2 separate regions of the Gossypium arboreum genome follow, and region 1 is linked to region 2. The links are chromatin contacts, called in public Hi-C maps. All regions are on one chromosome and are shown on one strand. The core of a region is the stretch at or near the end of the contact, and the rest is flanking DNA. Distances in the headings are between cores, read along the strand shown. Region 1 holds the start of LOC108482351. Region 2 holds the start of LOC108453716 (transcription factor MYB124).

Evidence for each region. Hi-C and Micro-C count contacts between places; a contact is called where the count stands out from the background.
Region 1: a Hi-C map of leaf shows a contact between it and region 2, with 5 times the contacts expected there. The contact joins the promoter of LOC108482351 here to the promoter of LOC108453716 in region 2. A contact is called at or near these places in 2 of 5 Hi-C or Micro-C datasets (both in leaf).

What each region holds. Positions count from the first base shown.
Region 1 is chr13:20,514,995-20,521,494 of ASM2569848v2, reverse strand. LOC108482351 reads left to right here and starts at 1,690. Exons shown (of 1, transcript XM_017785478.2): 1 at 1,690-2,563. The coding sequence starts at 1,773. The coding sequence ends at 2,387.
Region 2 is chr13:20,347,663-20,354,443 of ASM2569848v2, reverse strand. It overlaps LOC108453716 (transcription factor MYB124), which reads left to right and starts at 4,391. Exons shown (of 12, transcript XM_017751996.2): 1 at 4,391-5,131; 2 at 5,241-5,287; 3 at 5,385-5,441; 4 at 5,569-5,641; 5 at 5,988-6,043; 6 at 6,166-6,345; 7 at 6,432-6,616. The coding sequence starts at 5,051.

The sequences.
Region 1 (6,500 bases), core at 441-2,940, 170 kb before region 2:
TGAAGCTTTGTATATATGGTATATATCATGTGTAGGCTAGTGTCACCTTGGTATATTTTGAGTTATGATATTAGCCATGAGATCTAGCTTGTAAATGTTGGTGTATATGGCCATTTAAGTTTGCTTGAATTATATGTTTGATAAGTGATATATATGATGTATATAATGCCCTATATGTCGGCCTGTTTTGGTATGTTTGCCATAGTTGTTGATATAGCCAAATGGTTGTTTATTTGGTTAATTCGTAGTTGATGTATTAATGCTTGGAAGATTGGCATATTGTGGTTTGATTTTGAATGATATGGTAAAATTTGTGTCATGATATAGATGATAATTTGATGAGTAAATGCATTTAGTAGTTATGTGAAATTGATGATTGTGGCATATTGATTTGGCATGTTTTGGCTGCCTATATATGTGTTGAATTGGTACCAATTTGGTTACTTTGTGTACATGAGAAAAGGGTGGAAATTTAGCTTTACAAATGGCCTATTTTTGTCCACACGGGCAGAGACACGGGCAGAGACACGGGCTTGTGTCTCAGCCATGTGCGACATGTGGTTAAGTTACACGATCGTGTGTCTCCTGGGATACCCTTCGAGTTAAAGTCAGTATACCTTACAGGTTTGACTCGGTCTAGACACACGAGCGTGTCTACTGGCTGTGTGTGACACACGGGCTGGCACATGGGCGTGTGGCTGGTTGTGTGACACAAGTCAGTAACCCCTTCAGTTTTTCCATAGTCATGGCACACAGGCGTGTCCTCGACCGTATGCTACAGGTCAGTATGTATGCCTTGTTTTCACACGGCCTATGACAGGGTGTTTCTGGTGACCGTGTGAGACACACGGCCTATTCACACAAGTGTGCGACCCTTTAATGTTTGAAAATTTTAAAAGTTTCTCAAAGTTTACTAATGTTATCGGTTTAGTCCCAAACTACTTCTAGGCATGTTTTAAGGCCTCGTAAGACCTTATAAGGGACAATGTGTATGAGTTGAACGGATATTGATTATGAATGCATAATTGTATGTGAACGATGTGTATTATTCGGTAATGCCTCGTAACCTTATTCTGGCAATGGATACGGGTTAGGGGTGTTACAGATGCAATAAGGGTAATGTAGGATAGGGAATTGGTGGACGTTCAACAAAGAAAATAAGATTTCTTCAAAGATGAAATGGTGCTCGAAAAAGTCAACAAAAAATAAATTGCCATGTATCGGTCACTCAAGGGATTAATGTGTCACGTCAATAATTTGTAGAAGATGATGAAAAATTTAATAATAGTAATTAGTTTGGAAAATTTTTTACTCAGTGGGACTAAATTGAGAAAAAAATTAATTAACTAAAATAGGAAAATCTCTATTTTAGATTGACCATGGGTATAGTTTACCCTTACAATTTTCTAATATATTAGATTGAATTTCAATTATTCTATCCATAATATATGCATTTCATTCTTATCATTTACATAATAAATGAAGTTTAGATTTAAAATTTTCGACTCATGTTTCGAAATGGAGCATTAAGGAATTTGACATATTTCATCTGATCAGAATTAAAGTTTTAAAATTTGAAAACAATATAAAAATTAAAATTGACCCAAATTAAAAACTAATAAATAATTTATGCATAATGCAGGGACTAATAGCAGAATTTGACCAGAACTAAATAGTGAGTTTTTAGCGTGTGACGTGGCAAATACACGACCAGCAACGGCTCAACTTAACTGCCTCTCCCCATCTGCCTCTTCTCAAACGGATAATCCTTCATGGCCTCTACTTCTCTTCTTTCACCGGCCGCCATAGCCACCGCCGCGGGCGCCACTTCTATCACCCACCTTTCCCTCCATCCCTCCTCCAAATTTCCTGTACGTAACTTCCTCTTCAAATCCATTTCTGGAAACAACAGACCGTCCTCCAGGCTCCACGTGTCCTCCCCAACTGACCAACCCGCCGCAACCACCACTCCCGCCCAACCCTCCTCCAAAAGCCCCAAAGAAGAAACCATCTTCTTCGACGGCGGAGCCCACTACGGGGACCTCTTAGCCAATCTGCTTCTGGGTTTCACTCTTCTATGGCTGCCGTTGACTCTAGCCGCCGTTTCGAGGGGGTTTTTCCTCAGGTACAGGTTCACCAACCTGCGGGTGACGGTTATTTCGGGACTGACGGGTCAGGATAGGAGCGATTTCTCTTACAAGGTGATTAAGGACGTGCAGGTGGTGCCGCGTTTCATAGGTGAATGGGGTGACGTTATCATAACCTTGAAAGATGGAACTAAGGTTGATCTTAGGAGCGTCCCTAGGTTTAGAGAGATTGCAAAGTACTGTCTCGCCATGGCCGAGAAACCTGTTGTTTTGAAAGAAACTGGACCTAAGGGGTTTTAGGTTAAAGCTGGAAAGGTATGTAAATTCTGGGTTTTGCTTTGATATTTTTTTTATACAACTTTGGTGTCACATTGTTATAGTTTAATTGAGAAGATAATGTATCTCTTTAAATTTTCATTTGATTAACTATATGTGTACAATTCTGGGCTCCTTTGATTATGCATTTTAGTACTAAAGATGATGCATTTCAATTTTACTGCACCTATTGGGGTCCTTTGATTACACTTCAGAGCACATGGTTTGAGGCTCTCTATTTCAGATGATGCATTTTGATTTTACTGGTGCGAGGTTAACTAGTAGGAGTAGTAGCCTAATGGATTTCTCTAAATTATCGATTTTCCAACTAGACTTGTTAATTGAGCAAATTAGATTAGTTTTGCATCGAATCAATTTAGATATATTAATTAGAATTTTATATCTTTTGGGTATTTCGGGCTTAAGCCATTATAAGTTCAAATTGTTTTGAATTTGTATCTTTCGGGTTCAAGACTCATGTTTTCCTTGGATAATTCTGATTCTACTAGTTTAGAGCACTTCTGGTTTAGGTTGTTTCAGTTTTGTATCATTCCGGGTTTGAGGCTTATATTCGGTTTTGATCATTTCAAGTTAGGTTCAAATCAGTTTGGATTCAAGTCAATTTGAGTTCCTGTTGGAACGAGTTGAGGTCCAAATTGAGTTAATCAAGTTGTGTTGTATATCAAACAATGAACATCCGAACTTCACCATCTGAACTTCCTCTAAACCTTACCTGATATAGGTTCTTTTTTGTTGTTCATTTTCAACTCCCAGAGCGGGAGAGATCAGTACAAAACAGACCCAAGAGAACGTCCACGTCGTAAGCCGACATGGAACAGCCTTACCCACAAGCGAACCAAAAAAACAAAAAACGGCTTTAAGAAAACAAGTACAAGGTAGGGAGAAACCATGGTTACCGATCTACTAGTCCGAACATTTTGATCGATAAACCCAGCCCTCCCCAACGAGATAGATTAGCGACGCAGACAAATGAAATCCCCGAACCATGTCTCTATCAACAAATCAAAAGCCTGACACAGTAGAAAAAGTTTAATACTAATGCAATATACATTGTACACAAGGCGAAGATCAACGTCATAAGCAATGGCACCGTTCCACCTCAGCACATATCTAAGTCGGGGTCAACTAGTCTTCTCTCTTTCGTTCAGAACTCAGAAGCTGCCTCCCCAAGGGAGATCGTCACAAGAGACTTTAAGCTAATTAAAGACCTCATCAAGGAAGAAGAAACAATTATAGAGCCAAGACATAAAATCCAGACCCCTGCTCTGATCTCTAAAATAAAAAAGAAAACTCGATCGAGGAATTCACTCAAGTCGACTAATCCAACTGGCTAAGGCAACGTTGAAAAAGAGGCCGGCGGATTTAAGGAGAATAAACAGTTACTAGCTTTTGAATTAATGCTCATATATGACATCTTGATGCAATATGTTGCCATGGTGCATAGTAACAAGTTATATAATCTATCCATCCATAAGTAATGGATTGTTCCTTTACAACAACATTGATCATTCAATGACCAATATGCATCTTGGATCAACTTTGTAAATGTGGTAAGCGCTTTTCCCCTGTGAAAAACTCGTATTTGGTGTTGTGTAGAATGAATAAGAAAATAGCAAGATAGCTAGCAAATAGCAATATCGTCATGATGGTGATAACAGAAAACTAACAAGGTTGGTCTTTCCATTCCCGACACATCATCCCCTCCAAAACTATGTTATAAATTGGCGTAGCCAGCATTTGTTTCTTCTTTTCAGCTCTTTTGGTCTTATAACCCACCATCTAGCCATCCATTCATTCAAATTTAAAATTCAATTTCTCTAACCTAAATTCAAACTAATCTGCATTCAATATGTACCATTCCAGCCTTCAATTACTACTAAATAATTTAGGTTCACATTCATATTTCAAACCTAACTTTTATTTTTAAAATCTTAAACATTTTAAGAATTACTTTTCAACTTCAAATATAATTAAGTTATTGAACTTAAATAATAATTTTAAATAATATATTTTTAACATTAAATCTTATATTTATAATGTATATAAAATTTATAATTTATTACAAAATTAAAATTAAACTATAAATGTGTGTGTATATATATGAAAATAAAACATTTATAAACCTAAAATAATACACTAAAGCACACTAATAATGTACAAGAATCAAGACAAAGATGAAATACTCACTAGTACGGTATTGCTACTTTGATCCAAGCCTAAAATGACTATCAAATAACTCAAAATGATTCAAACCTATAATGATTCATCAAAAAAAAAAAAAAATAGAAGCCTTAAATTCAATTAACACAAATCTCAAACACAAAATGACCCATATTTGAAATGTCTCGGACTCAAATGACTCAAATTCAAAACCAAACCAAACTGAAATGACATGAAAATTTTAAAATCAAAATTATCCAAACATCCAAGACTCAAATTGAATCAACTTAAAATCAATTTGACATGCCAAGTCTACATGGCCATACCATATGTTTAATTTTTTATAATAAATGTCATGTTTAAAGTATCGAATATATGAATTTTAAGAGTTGATTGCATCATACATATTCAAACTGTAATCTTTATTTTAAATTGGTCTCCAAACTTTAAAATGTTCTAATTACATCTCAAAACTATCATGTTATATCAATCGGGTTTTTCATTATTGAAACAATTAATTTAACCATTAAATGATATGAGAAATTTTATGTGACATAATTTCAAATGAAAACTTTAGAGAAAAGTAAAATGTTACCACATAACTTTTAAAATTAAAAACTAAAAATAAATTAAAACTGAAAAAAGAGAGTGGACGATAGTTACTATAAAAGTTTCGAAAACCTCAAAACAAAGATTTTTACAACATCTATCTTTACAAGTTTCATTTTAAAATAATGATTTTTAATAATGGAAGGACCTTATTGGTATAACATGATAGTTTGAGGATGTAATTACAATATTTTAAAGCTTAAGAACCAATATAGAATGGCGGTCATAATTTGAGAACATTTGATACAATTAACTCATATTTTAAATAAAATGAAGAGTTAAAAATAATTGATGGATATTAGAAATATAATATTGAAAAATAAATTTGTTAACATTGACTAAAATATAAACCAAGAATTAAGAAATCAAAATTTACTGCGCTATGGAAAAACCATTGCCTTAGAAACAAATTTTCCCTAGTCTGTGTAATCTTATAGTGGAGGTTGTCTCCCAAGGTTAACACAGTGCTTCAATATTCGTACACCCGAATAAGAAAGGTGGAACACAATTGGTATTGTTCTTCTTAGGGAAATCACATTAGGATCAATTCCTAGGAAAGTTTGGAGGGGTCACAGTCAGTCCCACTTAAAATCCAAACTCTTTGACAGAATTTCCTCTAATGTAATTTAAGGAAAAATGGCAGAATTTTAAAAGGGAATGGAAAACAAAGGCGAGGAGGAGGAAAGAGAATTCTAATTGTTGTGTTTTTTTTTCTGTATAAAAATGAGGAAAACAACTCTCCATTTATACTAGTAACAGAAAGGTAAAATAGTAAATATGCAAGGGCAAAAGAGTAAAAATCGCAAGGTTAGTTACAAAATTGACCCACTATTTTTGTGCAACAGTAAAAAAATACATTATATTCTAGATTTTCGTAGCAATCAAAAAACCGGAAAAAGTAAAATTGCTTTTAAAGAAACCCTTTTCTGGAAAATAATATAAGAGTTTTATCCAAAAAGAAATACATGCAATAGGCATGTTAACACAGACCAGGTCGAGAGGGCGGCAACGACGCTCATGTGTTAGGTCTATAACCCAATTACTCAATGAGATTAAGAAGGTTATACATAAACCTTCTTAATAGCCCATACTTAACCAATGTGTGATATACCCACTTACCAACAATGTGACAACCCGAATTAGGGCCTAATCGGAATAGTGGTTTCGTGACCACAAATCCGAGATAGAAATAATTGTTTTATAAATATTTTGGGGTTTATGATATGATTGCATGATTGTGTGAAAATTTCGTGATGAAATTCTATGCCTAAAGTGTTTAAATTGAAAGTAGGGACTAAATCGAATAAG
Region 2 (6,781 bases), core at 3,142-5,641:
AAAATAAGCTCTTCAAAAGTCAGGAAAAAAAGTTGTAAAAAACTTGGGATCTGAGCCAACTAGGTAAGGTGTTAGCACAGACAAGGTTTATCCCAACCTTTTTAAGGTTGCCTTAGACAGGTCTATCCCAACATTTTTAAGGTTGGCATAAAATGGTCTATCTCAACCTTTTTTGAGTCGATTTTGATTACATTTAGTACAACCTTTATAAAGCTAGCGTAGGCACGGTCTAACCTGATGTCTTGATTGACCCTAAATCAACGTTTCTTGTGTCGGAATAAACATACACTAACTCAACTTTTTTTAGGTTGGCTTTGGTTGGAACATGAGCCAACTCTTTAAAAGTCGGACCAAGTGCGACCGAACTCAACCAATTTTAAGTCGTCTTTGACGGGGGCATGAGCCAACTTTTTAAAAGTCGGCATATGAATGCTTCATTCCAACTTTTTTAAGTTGCCTATTTTCTTCTATCCCAACCTTTTTTAAAGGTTAGCCTTGACTAGGTCTTTGGCAATCCTTAAATAAAGGTCGACCTAGGTTGAATTATGCCAACACTTTTTCCAAAGTGTCGAGATACCTATGCCAACGGTGCTAACAATGACGGTTTCAGAAGCGTCGTGAAAATTGTCGAGAGTGCCTATGCCAACCTTTTTTGCGTCATCATAAGTAAAAAAAAGTGTCATAGTAGGCCTATTTTATTGTAGTGAAAGTAAATTGTGTAGTTGGAAAGAAAATACTTTTTGTAACCACGACATCGTAAAAATGTTAAATTTTAAATTTATTTTAATTTCTATTGAATTAAATTTTAATTTAAATATAGACTAAATATTTAAATATATTTATTTTAATCATATATTAATTTTGAGATAAATGTATTAATTTATTTTTATTTAAACTAAAAAATAATATTATTTAAAAATAAACAAATTAAAATTTATGTTTATTAATAATATATATCATTGTAATTTTTTTTGAAAACGCAATAAAATTTATTTATATAAGAAAACAACACAAACTCATAAAATCTTAAATCTTAAATATCATCATGAAATATTAAAATTAACAATATTTATATTTTTTGACGGATAATTTCAACATTTACCATTATATTATTAGAAAATGTTTAGTTAATTAAGCCTATTAATGTAAATTACCTTAAAATTTTAAGAAGTATTTTTCTTAATGTTTTAATGGTATATTCTATTAGTTCAAACAGTTGCTAAGAAACAAGCCAAGTATTTGAAGGAGTGATAAATAAGTAGGCACTCCTTCAGTGTTGAAAGTAAAATAGTAAACAAACATAATAAAAAAGAGTTGTTTATGCAGTTCAATTTTCCTACGTTTGTAGAGCTTAACTAAATGAAAATATCCACTATCTTTAACACTTATAGCAATTGATCCTAATTTATCACACATCCGTGATAATTTTTCTCACCTTTGCACATTGAGGAATGGTATTCTCACCACTAAATTCATCATTATAAACCCAACAAGTAAAATCACAACGCGTAGAGTTTTACTATCAATGTGCATTCTTACAATAAAGCTCCTCACAAGGATAGATTAAGTGCTTAATTCTCTCAGTACAATAATCTATACAAGTCACTTAATTACATAAAATATTTTGAGACTTGCTAACATAAAAATATTTATATAAATCCCTATTAAACAACATTAATAGAATAAGCTGAAATACAATATAATAGCAATGAAAAATGTAAACATGAACTTTTGGTAGTTAAGAATGTAGTGTTCTAATCCAACCTAATATACACAATTCAAGGTATTAAATATGGTGATTTGATTCGATCGGATCTCCAAAATATAATCTTTATTAATGGGCTAGATATCATTATTATACTAAGCACAACCTATAAATACGAAGTTGAATTACCAATTTTATATTATTTGTAAAAGAACCTTAGAATTGTAAGGTGAAAAATTATAAAACGTGATATAAAAGGGTGATTCATGGTAAATTCATACAATATTGTATTTAGAATATTATGATGTTTCTTATTTATAAAAAGACAAAAGATCTTTATTGTGTTTTTTATAACCTTCCAAAACAATGAGCAAAAGAGAAGTTTCCTATCTGAAGAGTGTAGTTTCGTATATTTTGATTTACAATTTCTGTATCTTCCTCTAAAACCTAAATTTTTTATCTGCTTCACTTGAAGAGAAGTGACAAATTTTATTGAATGAAAGCAACTAACCCCATTTTGCTTTAGGTGTTATAATTTTATATATATAAACGTTGCATTTTGTTTTATATTGTTGTAAACAATTTTGTCAAAACATTAAATAAATTATTCATATATTTTTATTATATATATCATTTATAAAAATTCTAATTAGATATATGGTTTTAAAAATTAAATAATTTAAACTACAACAGCTTAGAAGCTTTAAAATTCTTTAAACTGATTAATCCACTGTGTTTATTTTATATATTTTTAAATAAAATTTTCTCCTTCACCCATAACATGATTGTGTTTCAATGTCTTTTAATCTTAAATTCGAGTTCTGTCTAAATTTATTTTCGTTTAAATTTTATTATATATATAAATTATGTGAAATTATTTTAAGATATCTTGATGGTGTATGATTTATATTTTGTAATAATTAATTTTATTAGTAGTAATTCAAATTTTACAAATTTGTGTAATGATTATATTTACATCTTATAAAGAAAGTAAAAATGAGTAAATTATTAAATTATTTTAATACCCAGAAACTCTAAGTAAAGTTCACTTCCCAATGAAAACTAAACACGTTGACTGACACATTTGGCATTCCAACCAATGACCTCAAGCGTGACTTTCACCCTCCATTAAGACCAGTGTGGACTGTTTAGAATTTTGAATTGTAAAATTAACCCTCCAAAATTAAAAAATCAAATGAATTTAAATTAGGAATAATTAAAAGTTAAGTTATATGTGTAGAATGGCTGAAACTAGAGCTGATCATGGGCTGGGCGGCCCGGCCCGGCCCGGCCCGAAGGCCCGTCCGAAAAATGGGAGGGTTTGGGTAAAAATATAGGCCCGAAAAATGGGCTTGGGTAAAAAGAGGCCTGTTTAAAAACGGGCCGGGCCTCGGTAAGAGTTTTTGGCCGGGCCTGCCCGCCCGCCTGAATTATATATTAATATATTTTTTATTTTATTTTTAATTATTTTAAATTTTAATATAACTATTTTTTATTATATTGTTAATTTGTGTATTGTTTTAAGAATTGTTTTAGTATTATTTTATTTGTTTTAATATTTATTTTTATGTTTTTAAATATATTTGATTTATTATATTTTTAAATTTTTTATTTAATGAAATAAGAAAAAAAATTAATATGGGTAGGCCGCCAGTGCTCTGCTTAGTAATTTTATTTCGGGCCGGGCTTGGGCAAAATTTTAGGCCCATATTTCAGGTAGGCCGGGCCGGCCTAGTATACTGAGCCTAAAATTTTATTTGGGCCGGCCCAACCGCCCGCCCATGATCACCTCTAGTTGAAACGTACTATCCACCTATTTATGGGTTGAAGAGGAATTATGAATAGTTCTAAGTATTGTGTCAAAAAGCAGATATAATCAAAACTTATAATAAGATTATTTTTTAAAAATTTCTTTAAATGTTTGTGTATATTGTAATATAATTTAATATGTTAAAATGATAAATAAAAACATCAATTATTATATTTAATAAATAATTAAGGTTACTCTAAAAGTATTCATTTACAAAATTAATTTATATTTACTTATATATCATAAGATATTTGTACTATATATTCTCCAATTATGATGAAGATTTTAAATTTATTTAAAATTTCAAAATGTTTTGAGTTGTCAAAGCATTAGTATATTCTATCAATTACTTCTATCAACCTAGCTTTCAGCTCGAGTATTAAATACAATTTAAATGTTAAGTGAAAATTATTTTTAAAACATGTGAATCAAATTTTAAATAATTATGTATTTATTATATAAAAATTGAATTTAAAATGTTGAAAAGAAAACCTATCCATGCACTATATACATATGCTTTCAATTTTGATTAACATATTTTAAATATTTTTATAAATATTTATGTCAAATTCAAGTTAATATTTAAAGTTTATCAATTAAGGAGATGATATTAACGTAATTAAAATATTTTAAAACTTAAAATTAATTAAAAATGCGAGTGATAATGAAGATTAAAAAAAAAAAGGTAATAAAAATGGGGATTGTTTAGAGAGAGCACAGTGGACTTAGTCTGCGAAGCATTCATTAAAAGCACAGCAATATCATGAAATTCAGCGTTATTTATTTATGGATTTACTTTTTAAATTTTTAAAATTTTTTTAAATATTTTTCAAACTCTGCCTTCATACCCGCGCACTAAAGCAAGAATCCGTTGATTTAAATTAATATTTTTAACCCTATTTTTTTAATTAAGAAAATCAAAATCCAAACGCCTTGAAAGAAAGAGAAAGTACTAGAAAAAAAAAACAAAAAGTTTCGTTCTTTGAAAGAAACCCAAAATATAAATTCATTTTCAGACAGATCATTTTCATCAGTCAGTCTTCATTTTTTTCCCTTATTTTCTCATCAAAGTTTCAATCCTTTCTCCATTTTAGATCTACTCCATTTATTTTTTCAATTTTACGTATATAAATGTAATTTTGAATAAAAAAAATCCAAGCTTTAAGTAGCATTTAAATGGTGGGGTGGTATTTTCCAAATATATATGGAAAAAGTTAGAATCCGAGGAATGGTGTAGGAGAGGGGGACAAGCAAAGCATAGAGTTCTTGAGAGTAATATGGATTCCATTTGAACCCTACAGTAAGCTGTATTGTGAAAAAAAAAAATCAAAGAAAAGAAAAAAGAGAGGGAAATGGTGGAAGTGTTGGTTCCTTTTCCAGGGATTTAAGAGTGTTTTTTTTTTCCTTTTTTTCTTTTAATAAAGGGGTGAGAAAGGGGCTGCCTTTTTAGCATATGCCACTTGGGTTTTTTAATAAAAGGGCAAGGGAGCGTCAATAAGAGATAAGTGAAAGCAAAAACAAAAGTTTTAAAAAAAATGCAGGAAACAAGGAAGAAGAATGGTGGCAATGAAGATTCCAAGAAGAAGGAGCGTCATATAGTGACATGGACCCAAGAGGTTTCTTTTTTTTTTTTTTCATTTATTTATCTATATGTTGATTTATTGATATGATTTGTGTTGGAGTTCTTATTGATAATGGGTTCTTTGATGGGGGTTGTTGTTGCAGGAAGATGATATCCTTCGTGGACAAATCAGTTTACATGGAACTGAAAAGTGAGCTCTTTGCTATATTTTTACTGATGAAGGAAATTCAAGGGGGTTTGTTTTTGTTGATGTTTTCTGTTTATCTTGGTTGAATCTTTGAATGCAGCTGGGCTATCATTGCCTCTAAATTCAAGGATAAAACAACAAGGCAGTGCAGGAGGAGGTTGGTTTGAATACCATGATATGATCAATTTTGATCATGATGATCTTTGCATTTTGATCCAATCATTTGTGATTTGATCCTTTAGAACTGATATAACATGTTTGTTTTAATGAAAAAAAAAACACAGATGGTACACATACTTGAATTCAGACTTCAAGAAAGGAGGATGGTCACCAGAGGAAGATATGCTTTTATGTGAGGTGATAATTTATTTTGTATGGTCTACTTTCATTTAAGTTAATGGGGTCAGACTTCTTTTTTTTTTTTCAAAAACTATTAAATGGTGATTTATTTGGAGGAAATTTGCTACTTCGATTGATCAGCTGTAGCAGGCCATTGCATGTTACTGGTACAGTAGGTGTTTGAATTTTCCAAACAGAAAAAAACATTTAGAGGTAGGCCAGACCATTTAAACTAATTGGAACACAGTTTATGTCATTCAAAAAAGTAGGAAAACAACAACCACTAATTTCGATTTGGATAAGTGTGTTTTTTCTTAGGTTGTTGAATATGGGTTCTAAGCAGATGACTTATGGTGAACTGCAGGCACAAAAAGTCTTTGGCAATAGATGGACTGAAATAGCAAAGGTGGTTTCAGGCAGGTATACATATGTTTCCTCATTTTTTACTTCAAAGAAGGTGCAGTTTCGGGATAAGGGAAGGGATTGCAGAAGCTAAGATTCGAACCCCAGACTTATTTTCATTGATTATGTTATTAATGCAGAACGGATAATGCTGTTAAAAATCGATTCTCAACACTATGCAAGAAGAGAGCCAAATATGAAGCCTTAGCAAAAGAGAATACAGCAACATGTATAAACCCAAATAACAAAAGAATTTTACTTCAAAATGGGTTCAATTTAGATGGAACAGCAGACTGTACTGATTCTGTCAAAAGAATGAGGTACATTAAATTTAGAAATGTAAATACATAGTAACGATCGAGAATTATTCGAAAAATTGAGAACCTTTTATTCTATCCATATTCAGGAGATCCCACGTTTCTGATCTTACTGAAAACTGCAACTTTGGAGATAGATCACATAGAGTATCTGGAACAATGATGAATCAACAGCTAAGACATCCCTTTGCAGTTTTGGGTCAAAATCTCCGCAATGCTAACAATGTCGTGGTTCAATCTCAAGTCAACAATGTTAAGGAGGTTTCGAACGACGGTAAATCACCTCGAGCCGATAATTCTTGGCATTGGCACCTATGTTTCTGTTGTCAAACCTGCAAAGTGAAGTTTTTGCATTAGCCAAAAACTGTCCTATTTGCTCCTCTCCTTTAAACTTCTTCATAATATACACTTATGTTCTCTTCCCCCATTATTCATTAGC